2 separate regions of the Sus scrofa genome follow, and region 1 is linked to region 2. A link is a contact called in public promoter capture Hi-C data. All regions are on one chromosome and are shown on one strand. Each heading gives the region's core, a stretch centred on a gene start, on an enhancer-like site or on the middle of the called end of the contact. The rest is flanking DNA. Distances are from core to core; before and after follow the strand shown.

What was found. Promoter capture Hi-C pulls out the DNA fragments that hold promoters and counts their contacts.
Region 1: a contact with region 2 is called in a promoter capture Hi-C map of liver, with 2.6 times the contacts expected there. The contact joins the promoter of PRODH2 here to the promoter of ARHGAP33 in region 2. A contact is called at or near these places in 1 of 5 promoter capture datasets (liver) and 4 of 47 Hi-C or Micro-C datasets (embryonic fibroblasts, epiblast stem cells and liver).

The regions. Positions count from the first base shown.
Region 1 is chr6:45,237,401-45,242,262 of Sscrofa11.1, forward strand. PRODH2 (probable proline dehydrogenase 2) reads right to left here and starts at 3,037. Exons shown (of 21, transcript XM_021097118.1): 1 at 2,763-3,037; 2 at 2,490-2,686; 3 at 2,262-2,400; 4 at 2,097-2,183. The coding sequence starts at 2,936.
Region 2 is chr6:45,196,176-45,200,426 of Sscrofa11.1, forward strand. It overlaps ARHGAP33 (rho GTPase-activating protein 33), which reads left to right and starts at 2,482. Exons shown (of 21, transcript XM_021097107.1): 1 at 2,482-3,430. The coding sequence starts at 3,425.

The DNA.
Region 1 (4,862 bases), core at 1,787-4,286, 42 kb after region 2:
TCCAGGTGTCCAGGGAGCTCAAGGGAAAGGCTGGGGCTGGAGACAGAAAGGTGGGCATCATTAGTGCAGAGCAGGGAAGCTGAGGCTCTGAGGGGTGGTGAGAAGGCCCCTTGGAGCGGAGTAAGATGTGAAAGGAGAGACAGCCAGGACCTAGCCCGGGGAAACCTCCGTATTATTTGAGCCAGGCAGACTAAAACCTTACGAAGATGGAGAACGAACCAGTGGAGATGGATAAGGGAGACCAGGTCTGATGGTCTTGGGGAAGCCAAGGGAAGCAAATGCCACCAAAGGAGGAGGGTTCCTCTGTCATTGTGAAGATGCCAGCCTGGCAGGGGTTTTAGGCCTTAAAATCATCCTGGGAAGAAATTACTATCACCGTCCTCACATAGTAAACTAAAGCTCATGAAGAGGTAAATCTCGTTACACCCTAAGGCTGGTCCTTGAAGCCCTAAGACCTGTAACATATTTTTACAATTACAAATTGAAATAAGAAACATCAGCAGGTGCCAGGAAGCATTATTTGTGGTAGCGGAGACCCACAGGCCACCCAGGTGTCCATCCCAGGAGAGACAAACCACAGGGCCAGAAGGAGCAGTGGAAATACTGGGTGAGATGCACACAGAGAGGCTTGAAGGCTATTAAGTTCAGAGGGCTCAGTGGAAAAAGTAAGTAAACAGAGTGTTACTTGTGTACATTTCAAACTATATCCCCAAGATGGATGGAGAAGGGCACAAAGGAACTTTCTGCAGTGATGGAAATGTCTAATAGCTTGATGGAGATTTGAATAGCTCAGGTGTGTATCGGTCCAAACTCATCAAAGGGTACATTTACAATGTGTGCGTTTTATTGTTATGTAAGTTTCACCTGAAAAGAAATTATTTCTGAGCTTTAACTAGGGGATGTGCATTCTGAAACATCTGAGGGAGAAGTAAAATGCATCAAAAAAATACGATGGATTGTTGGATGGATAAAAGAATGGATGGAGGATAGATACGGTCTTAAAAAAAGTCTAGTTAAATGTTAACAGTGGCAGGTATATGGGTGTCCATTGCAAAATTCTTTCAGCTTTTTCTTTTTTTTCCTTTTTTCTTTTTTGGCTGCCCCATGGCGTATGTAGTTCCTGGGCCAGAGATCAGATCTGAGCCTCAGTTGTGATCTACACCACAGCTGTGGCAATGATGGATCCTTAACCCACTGTGCCAGCGGGGGATCGAACCTGCACCCCAGTGCTCCAGAGATGCTGCCAATCCCGTTGCACCACAACAAGAACTCCTCAACATTTCCATATGTTTGAAATTTTTCATAATAAAATGTTGAGAAAATATGCCCCCAAATAGCATATACTTGGCAAAATAAAATCACGATGACAAAGAAATTCACATTATACAGGATGGAGTGGTTGCCAATAGCAGGGAGGGTATGATTTGGAAATGAAGAAGAAATGAAAGAATGAATGAGTGAATGAATGAACCAAAAGCCTATTGGTCTAATCATAGCTCCCAGCTAGTCAGCACGCACCAGCAGAGCTGAGTTGATTGATAAAAGATTGAGTACTTGCTTCTAGTTGCTGAAGAGCTGCCATCTCCATCCCGCCTCTGGGAGCTCGGCAGCCCCCAGGCCCCTCCCCTAAAATCCCCAGGTGACCCATGTTCTTTCTATTCATTCCAGCCATGCCCCAGGGCTGTAGCCACATTTATTCAGATCTTTTTAACCTTGGAAGTAGAAGTAGTTAAATGGCTTGGTGGGTTTTTTTTGTTTTGTTTTCGGAGGTTTTTTGGGGCCACACTGATGGCATATGGAAGTTCCCAAGCTAGGGGTGGAATCGGAGCTGTAGCTGCTGGCCTACACTACAGCTACAGCAATGCCAGATCCAAGCATCATCTGCAATCTACACCACAACTCTCAGCACCACCCAATCCTTAACCCACTGATCGAGGCCAGGGATCAAACCCGCATCCTCATGGCTATTAGTCAGGTTCATAGCCTGCTGAGCCACAACAGGAACTCCTTAATGTTTTGCACACGCCCCTGGCAGGTGCCTGCCGCCTCCACATCCCCCACTAGTCGTTCCATCTCTCCCAGCCTGAGGTCCTTACCCGCCCAGAGTCCATGGCTTCAGCCAGTCTCTTGGGGCTCAGCTCCAAGGAATCCCCTGGCCTTCTGACCCATGAGGTTAGCTCCTTCTGGAATGGGGTGGTAGTGGGGGGTGAGGGGGACCTGGTGGGCAACAACACCCCCCTCCCCCCTTGCCCCTCCCTTACACAGAGCTGAGTGCTGGCCAGCGCTGTAATCTTCAGTTGCATGAGGATGTCTCCAGTTCGGCCAGGGGTCTCCAGAAGGCCTCGTGACAGGTCCACACATCGCAGCATAGCCCTGAGGTTCCCCTCATACCAGGCCTCACTGCCCAGCCAGCAGGCGTCAGGGCTTGAGCCCACTAACCCCCTTCCTTCCCAGCCTCCCGCCCCCCTGGGCCCTGGCCCCCTACTCACCCAGTCTTGACAGCTGAGTCTGGCTCCTCCTCAGTGGGCACTGCCAGGAGGGGCCGGAGGCCTAGGGTCTTGAGCTGTTGGACACAGCCCGTCACCTCCTCTGCGGTCTCACCAGCCACAAACTGCCCATAGATGGATGCTCGGAGAAGTGCGCCCGAGAGCCGGGAGCCCAGGAGTCGCTGAGACCAGGCTTGGAGCTGGGGTAACAGGGAGCGAGGCCTTAGAGCCTGGCCCTGGGTGTCCCCTAGGCCCATCCCCGCAGTCACTGCTCACCGCCAGGCCATGGGTGACCAGAGGGGGCCAGGCACACAGCCGTAGCACCAGCAAAGCCCGGGTCAGTTCTCCTGTGCCCTTGAGGTGAAAGGCCCCACCATCAAAGTTCGGGGGCTGCCAGCCCCCAGGGGAGGGGCTGGCTTGCGAGCAGAGCGCACGACAGGTCCGGAGCATCAGGAGTCCTTCACCGCTTCCACACCAGGTCAGGGGGCTCTGGAGGTAGCAAGTTTACCAAGTGCCCCTTGCCCGGCCAGGGGCAGTGACTGATTAACCAGGCAGTACCCAGGGAAAGGCAAATCTTTAGGATCACAGGCTCTTTGGGGGGGGGGTAGTTAATTATTAACTTATAGGGACAGAGTTCAGAATAATGGGTATGGGAAAGGCAACCCCCAATAATAGCCCCCAATGACCGTCGGCATAACAGCTCACGATTATTAGGTGCCCATCATGTACCAGCGAGTGTTAAGGAAGAGTGAGCTCTGGGAACAAGACAGTGTGGCTTTGTGATCTTGGGAAATCTCTTTTGTTGCAATTGTTTCATCTTAAAGTGGGAACAAATATAGTGTTATTGAACAAATTTGAAAATGCATGTAACATTTAACCCATCTGTTCCATACTGAGTATATATCCCGGAGAACTTGAACTTGAGCATAAGGGAACCTATACAGGAAGAAATGTTCACAGCAGCACTATTTGTAATAACCTTAAATGGGAACCTCTCAAATTTCCATCGAGTGGAGAATGGATGAAGACTTTGTGGTATATTCATACAATGGAGTACTATACAGCAATGAAAAGGATAAATTACTGATACACACAACCACCCAAATAAATCTCACATATGTAATATTTCATGAAAGAAACCAACCACAGGGTTCCCACTGTGGTGGGAATGGGGTCGGTTGCATCTCTGAAGCTCTGGGATGCAGGCTTGATCATCAATCTGGCATAGTGGGTTAAGGATCCAGTGTTTTTGCGGCTGCACCATAGGTTGAAACTGCAGCTCAGATCTGATCCCTGGCCTGGGAACTCCATATGCCAAGGGGTGGCCAAAAAAAAAAAAAAAAAAAAAAAAAAAGAAGAAGCCAGACAACGACTAAATGGAATATGCTGTATTAATCTATTCAATAAACTCCAAAGCATGGACAATGAAATGGCAACATACGTGGGTGGTCAAACTATAAAGAAAAGACAAGCAAGGAAATCCTTATCACGCAAAAGTTAGAGAGGTGTTTAGCTCAAGGAATTGGAGGAGTTGTAACTGGGTTGAAGCTTATGGGGGCTTCTGTGTCTTTTTTCTGAATTCTGATTATGATTCATCATTGTTCACTTATAAGTATTTTTAAAGCCATACATCTACAATTTATACTTTTGAATGTACAATTCATAATAAAGTAAAAGTAAGAAATTAATCACAGTATCGGTTTCATGGAGTTGTCATGAGGATCCTGGGAGCCCATGGAACTCAGAGCCTGGTACACAGTATATGCTCCATACCTACTGGCTGTGGTCATTAAGTGCTGTGTATGTCCAATCTCATTGGTGCCTCTGCTCCTGTTGGTATATGCCATTAATCACCCCTGTGTTAAGGGATCCCCCAAACCACCTCAGGTTCATGGATTTGGTAGAAGGACACACAGAACTCAGAAAAGCTTTTTCCTCATGGTTATGATTTATTAGAGTAAAAGGATACAGATTAAAAAGAGCAAAGAGAGAAGTTCCCTGGTGGCCCAGTAGTTAAGGACTTGGCATTGTCAATGCTGTGGCTTGGGTGGCTGCTGTGGCATAGGTTCAATCCCTGGCCTGGGAACTTCCGCATGCCATGAATGTGGCCAAAAAATAAATAGATAAAAATATTTTTAAAATTTAATATAGCAAAGGGAGGGAGTTCCCACTGTGGCACAGTGAGTTAAGAATCCCATTGCAGCTGCTCAAGTCACTGCAGAAGTGCAGGTTTGATCCCTGGCCTGGCACAGTGGGTTAGAGGATCTTTTCAGCTGCCGTGGTTCAGATTCAATCCCTGCGCAGGGAACTTCCATATGCCAAGGGTATAGCCATAATAAGAAATAGCAAAGGGAAGAAGCCCACAGTACTGGAGAC
Region 2 (4,251 bases), core at 1,232-3,731:
TAAACCTGCTACTCCCTGGCTTTCCTCCGCTCCATCCTTCTACCTACTCAGGCCAAAAGCCCCATAGCTGTCACTGACGCCTCATTCCCTTACATCCATGGTCAGTTGACCAGCGAGTCTTATCACCTCTACCTTTAAATCTCTCCAGAATTTAACCCCTCCCCTCGCCCCCTTCGACTGCCCCACCCAGTCTAGGCTATCTTCACCTGTCTGGATTATTGAAAAAAGTATTGTTTTCTTGGTGAATTTTTGAACATGTTTCCCATTAAAAAGTAGAGTCTATGTCCCTTCTTGAAACCAGGTATAACTTTGTAATTGCCAGAATGCAAGGGAGGCAATATTGCTTTAACTTTCTAAACTGGATTAGAAAAGGTGATATCATTTCTATCTGGTTTTCTTTCAATCTGTCTGTCTCTCTCTTCTTTTGGAGCCTTGGGATGCCGTATAAAAAGTCCAGTTGCCATGCTGGGTAAGGATTTGGATTACAAAGGTGTACACACTTAGCAAAATTGAAAGAAATTTGTGAATTTCATTGTATGTAAAGTTTACCTCAAAAGAAAAATAAATATTGAGAGTTGCCTTCATGGCTCAGTGGTAATGAACCCGACTAGTATCCATGAGGATGTGGGTTCGATCCCTGGCCCCACTCAATGGGTTAAGGATCCGGCATTGCCATGAGCTGTGGTGTAGGCCACAGACATGGCTTGGATCCTGCATTGCTGGTTGTGTGTATTTAAACCATACATTTATATAAAATCAAGAAGATCTGTTTCAATATAAGGAGGAAAAGATGTTTACAGTAGCAGAATCTGATTTAGCTGGGCAGTGAGCGGGGCCTAGAAGTTTTATTGAGGAAATTACATTTGAGCGGTGCCAGGAATTCATAGTTGACAAAGGGCCATCCTAATGACTATTTCTGGGTTACAAGCCACCCCCAAAACTTAGTGGCATGAAACAGTCATTACATTATGCTCATGGATTCTGTGAGTCAGAAATGTGGATAGGGCTCAGTTGGGGACAGTTTGTCTCTGCCCCATGATGTCTAGGGGTTCAACTGGGAAGAGGAAGGTGGCTTGATAGCTGGGAGTGGACTCTCTGGAGCTTCCTTACTCTCAAGTCTGGCATTAGGGATCAAATGACTCCAAGCTAGACCTATGGCCTGTAGTGCCTACACAAGGTCTCTCCATGTGGCTTAGGTTTCCTCAAGACATGACATGACCACTGCAGGAATTCCCACTGTGGCACAACAAGATTAGTGTTATCTCTGTGGCACCAGGACGCAGGTTCACTCCCCAGTCCGGCACAGTGTGTTAAAGGATCTTGTGTTGCCACTGCTGTGCCATAGGTTACAGCTGTGGCTCGAATCTGATCTCTGGCTCCTGAACTTCATATGCCTGTGGGGTGGCCAAAAAAGAAAAACAAAACAAACAAAAAAATGACTACCCACTTTTCACATGACACCTCAAGGCTCCAGAGCTAGTCATTCCAGTGGTCAAGGAGGAAACCGCTTTGCCTTTCACTACCTAACCTTTGAATCACATAGTGTCCATTCCTATTCATTCCTATTCTCTGTTGACTGAAGTTGTCGTAATCCTGCCCAGATTCAAGGGCAAGGGGAGATAGACTCTACCTTTTCATGAGGGGAGTGTGAAGGAATTTGCAGTCATGTTTAGTGGGGGCCGGGAAATATTCCAGGCAGAGGGAACTCCAAGCATGTGGGAAATCCCTATTATGGAAGTGAGATCAGCAAATTCAACCAATAGGTAGCTGTAATTTGTCCTCTCAGCATTCCCTTTCCCCAATCTCTGCTTAATTTTTTTTATCCATAGCACTTATCACCTAATATTCTATATTTTAAAATTCTTATTTTGTTAATTGTCTTCTCTCACTAGCTTTTTTTTTTTTTTTTTTTTTTTTTGTCTTTTTGCTATTTCTTTGGGCAGCTCCCGTGGCATATGGAGGTTCCCAGGCTAGGGGCCAATCGGAGCTGTAGCTGCCGGCCTATGCCAGAGCCACAGCAACACGGGATCCGAGCCGTGTCTGCGACCTACACCACAGCTCACAGCAACGCCGGATCGTTAACCCACTGAGCAAGGGCAGGGATCGAACCCCCAACCTCATGGTTCCTAGTCGGATTCGTTAACCACTGCGCCACGACGGGAACTCCTCTCACTAGCTTTTGAGCTCCATGTGGGCAAGGTATCTTTTCCCTTGTTTTGGTTACTGTTATATCCACAAATTAAGTGACCAGTTTTTGAATGAATGAGTGGATGGATCAAGAATGTACTTTCTGGGAGTTCCTGTTGTGGCTCAGCAGAAATGAATCTGACTAGTATCCTTTAGGATGCAGGTTCGTCCCTGGCCTCTCTTGGTGTGTTCAGGATTCAGTGTTGTGGTGGGATGTGGTGTAGATTGCAGATGCAGCTTGGATCCCACGTTGCTGTGACTGTGGCGCCAGCAGGTGTGGCTCTGATTTGACTCCTAGCCTAGGAACTTTCATATGCCAAAGGTGGAAAAAAATATATATATACCTTCTGAGGTGAGAGCCTTGTTGAGGACCAATGGAAAGTCCTCTTGGACAGAGCGTTGTTACAGAGTATTTTCTGAACCTCAGTCAATGGGAGAAACCATTGAGACTGGCTTTATGAGTGGTGTGGTCATGTTTGGCATGCTGGCTAAATTTGTTCCTAGGAAAAAGGAGACAAACTAGAGGCCAGCCTGTAAGAAGCGGTAGAGGAGGTAGCAAGGAAAATATCCAGTGGATAGGGGGAGCCTAAGTCGCAGAGTGTCTAGGGTTATGTCCCAGTCAAGTCATCTGAGCCAGTGAAAAACAACCAGGGGCCATCCACGTTCTTAGTGTGTTTTTAGCAGGCGCAGGGGCAGGACTGACCAGTGACTTTGAAGAGCTGCTTAGGGGATAAAGAAAAACCTTGCGGCCATGGGAGAATCCAGTTAAAAGAGTGTCAGAGGAGCAGTCACCTTTTGACAATGGACTAAAGGGAGGGTCCACCGCTTAGCATAAGAAATGTGTAAGCGGAGCATAAAGAACCTGGGGGTGTGTCTCAGGAGGGGAATGACGGCCAATGAAAAGCATGCATAGGCGTGGCGCTGTCAAACTTCGCGGGGAGGGACCAGAGAGAACTTGGGGTGGGACCCAAGTCGAAGCCAATGAGAAGCTGCATGGTGGGTGGGGCGTCGCCCTAAGGCCAAAAGTGGAGCCAATGAGAAGCAGCGCCGCGTTCCCGTAGCTCCCGTCCCTCGGGGCGCGCGCGCCTGAGCCACCGGCAGCCGTTAGGGGCGGGGCCTGCAGCCGCCTGCGCGCGGCTCGCGCCCTCCCCTTTGTGTCGCCATGGCGGCGGCATCCGCGACGAGGACGACGATCGAGGGGTCCAGCGCGGCCGGTGCCTGAGGAGGCTACGCGACCATGGTGGTGAGGGGCCCATGCGGCCGTCAGTCTGTCGGCGCATCAGTCTGTCCGCGTGCGGCCACGCCCCGCGCGCCCCGCCCCCGGCCCCGCCCGAGCCCTCGGCCTGCGCCGCCCTCACCCCTCACCCCTCACCGTGGTGGGTCTAGTCCCCTGCCCTGGTCTTGGGCCACAGCCCTTACCCCGGCCCCGCCCCCTCGGCACGCATACCCCCTTCCACGCCCTGGATGGGGGTGACAGTGGACGAAGACCCAAAATTGGGAGGAAAAAGGGATGGTCCAGGGAAGGACCTCGCATCCTCTAAGTGGCCCCCGCAGGGGCCTGCTAAGGCTCTCTGGGTCCTTCACCAGCTCGTATCCCAGAGCCATCCTCAGCATCCGCATCCCAACCTCCACCCCTCCCCTGCCTAGCCGCCTCCTCCTCCTCCTCCTCCTCATACCACCAGTCCCTTTTTCATTCTTGAGCCCCACCCCCACCCGGCTCCATCCTCCGCCTGACCCTTTTCTTTTCCTTCTAGTCAATCTCCCCCCGCCCCGTGCCTCTCAACTACCCCTCCCTTCCCCTCCACGAGTCTGAACCTTTACTTCAGCCTCTGCAGCTGCTCCCTTCCTCTTTACTCCGTCCCAATCCCAAGCCTGCATTGTACCACCCCTGATGTGATCCTTGGGTCCTCTCCATCTTCTTTTCCTCATCCACCCTCCCACGCGGTCTCCCTCTCCCACCATGCTGCTCCTGCTCATTCATCTATTCATTCCCTTATTTGCTCACTTAATATTCACTGAGACCTCTGTGTAGCCCCTTTGCTCCAGGCAGAGTCAGATCCCATC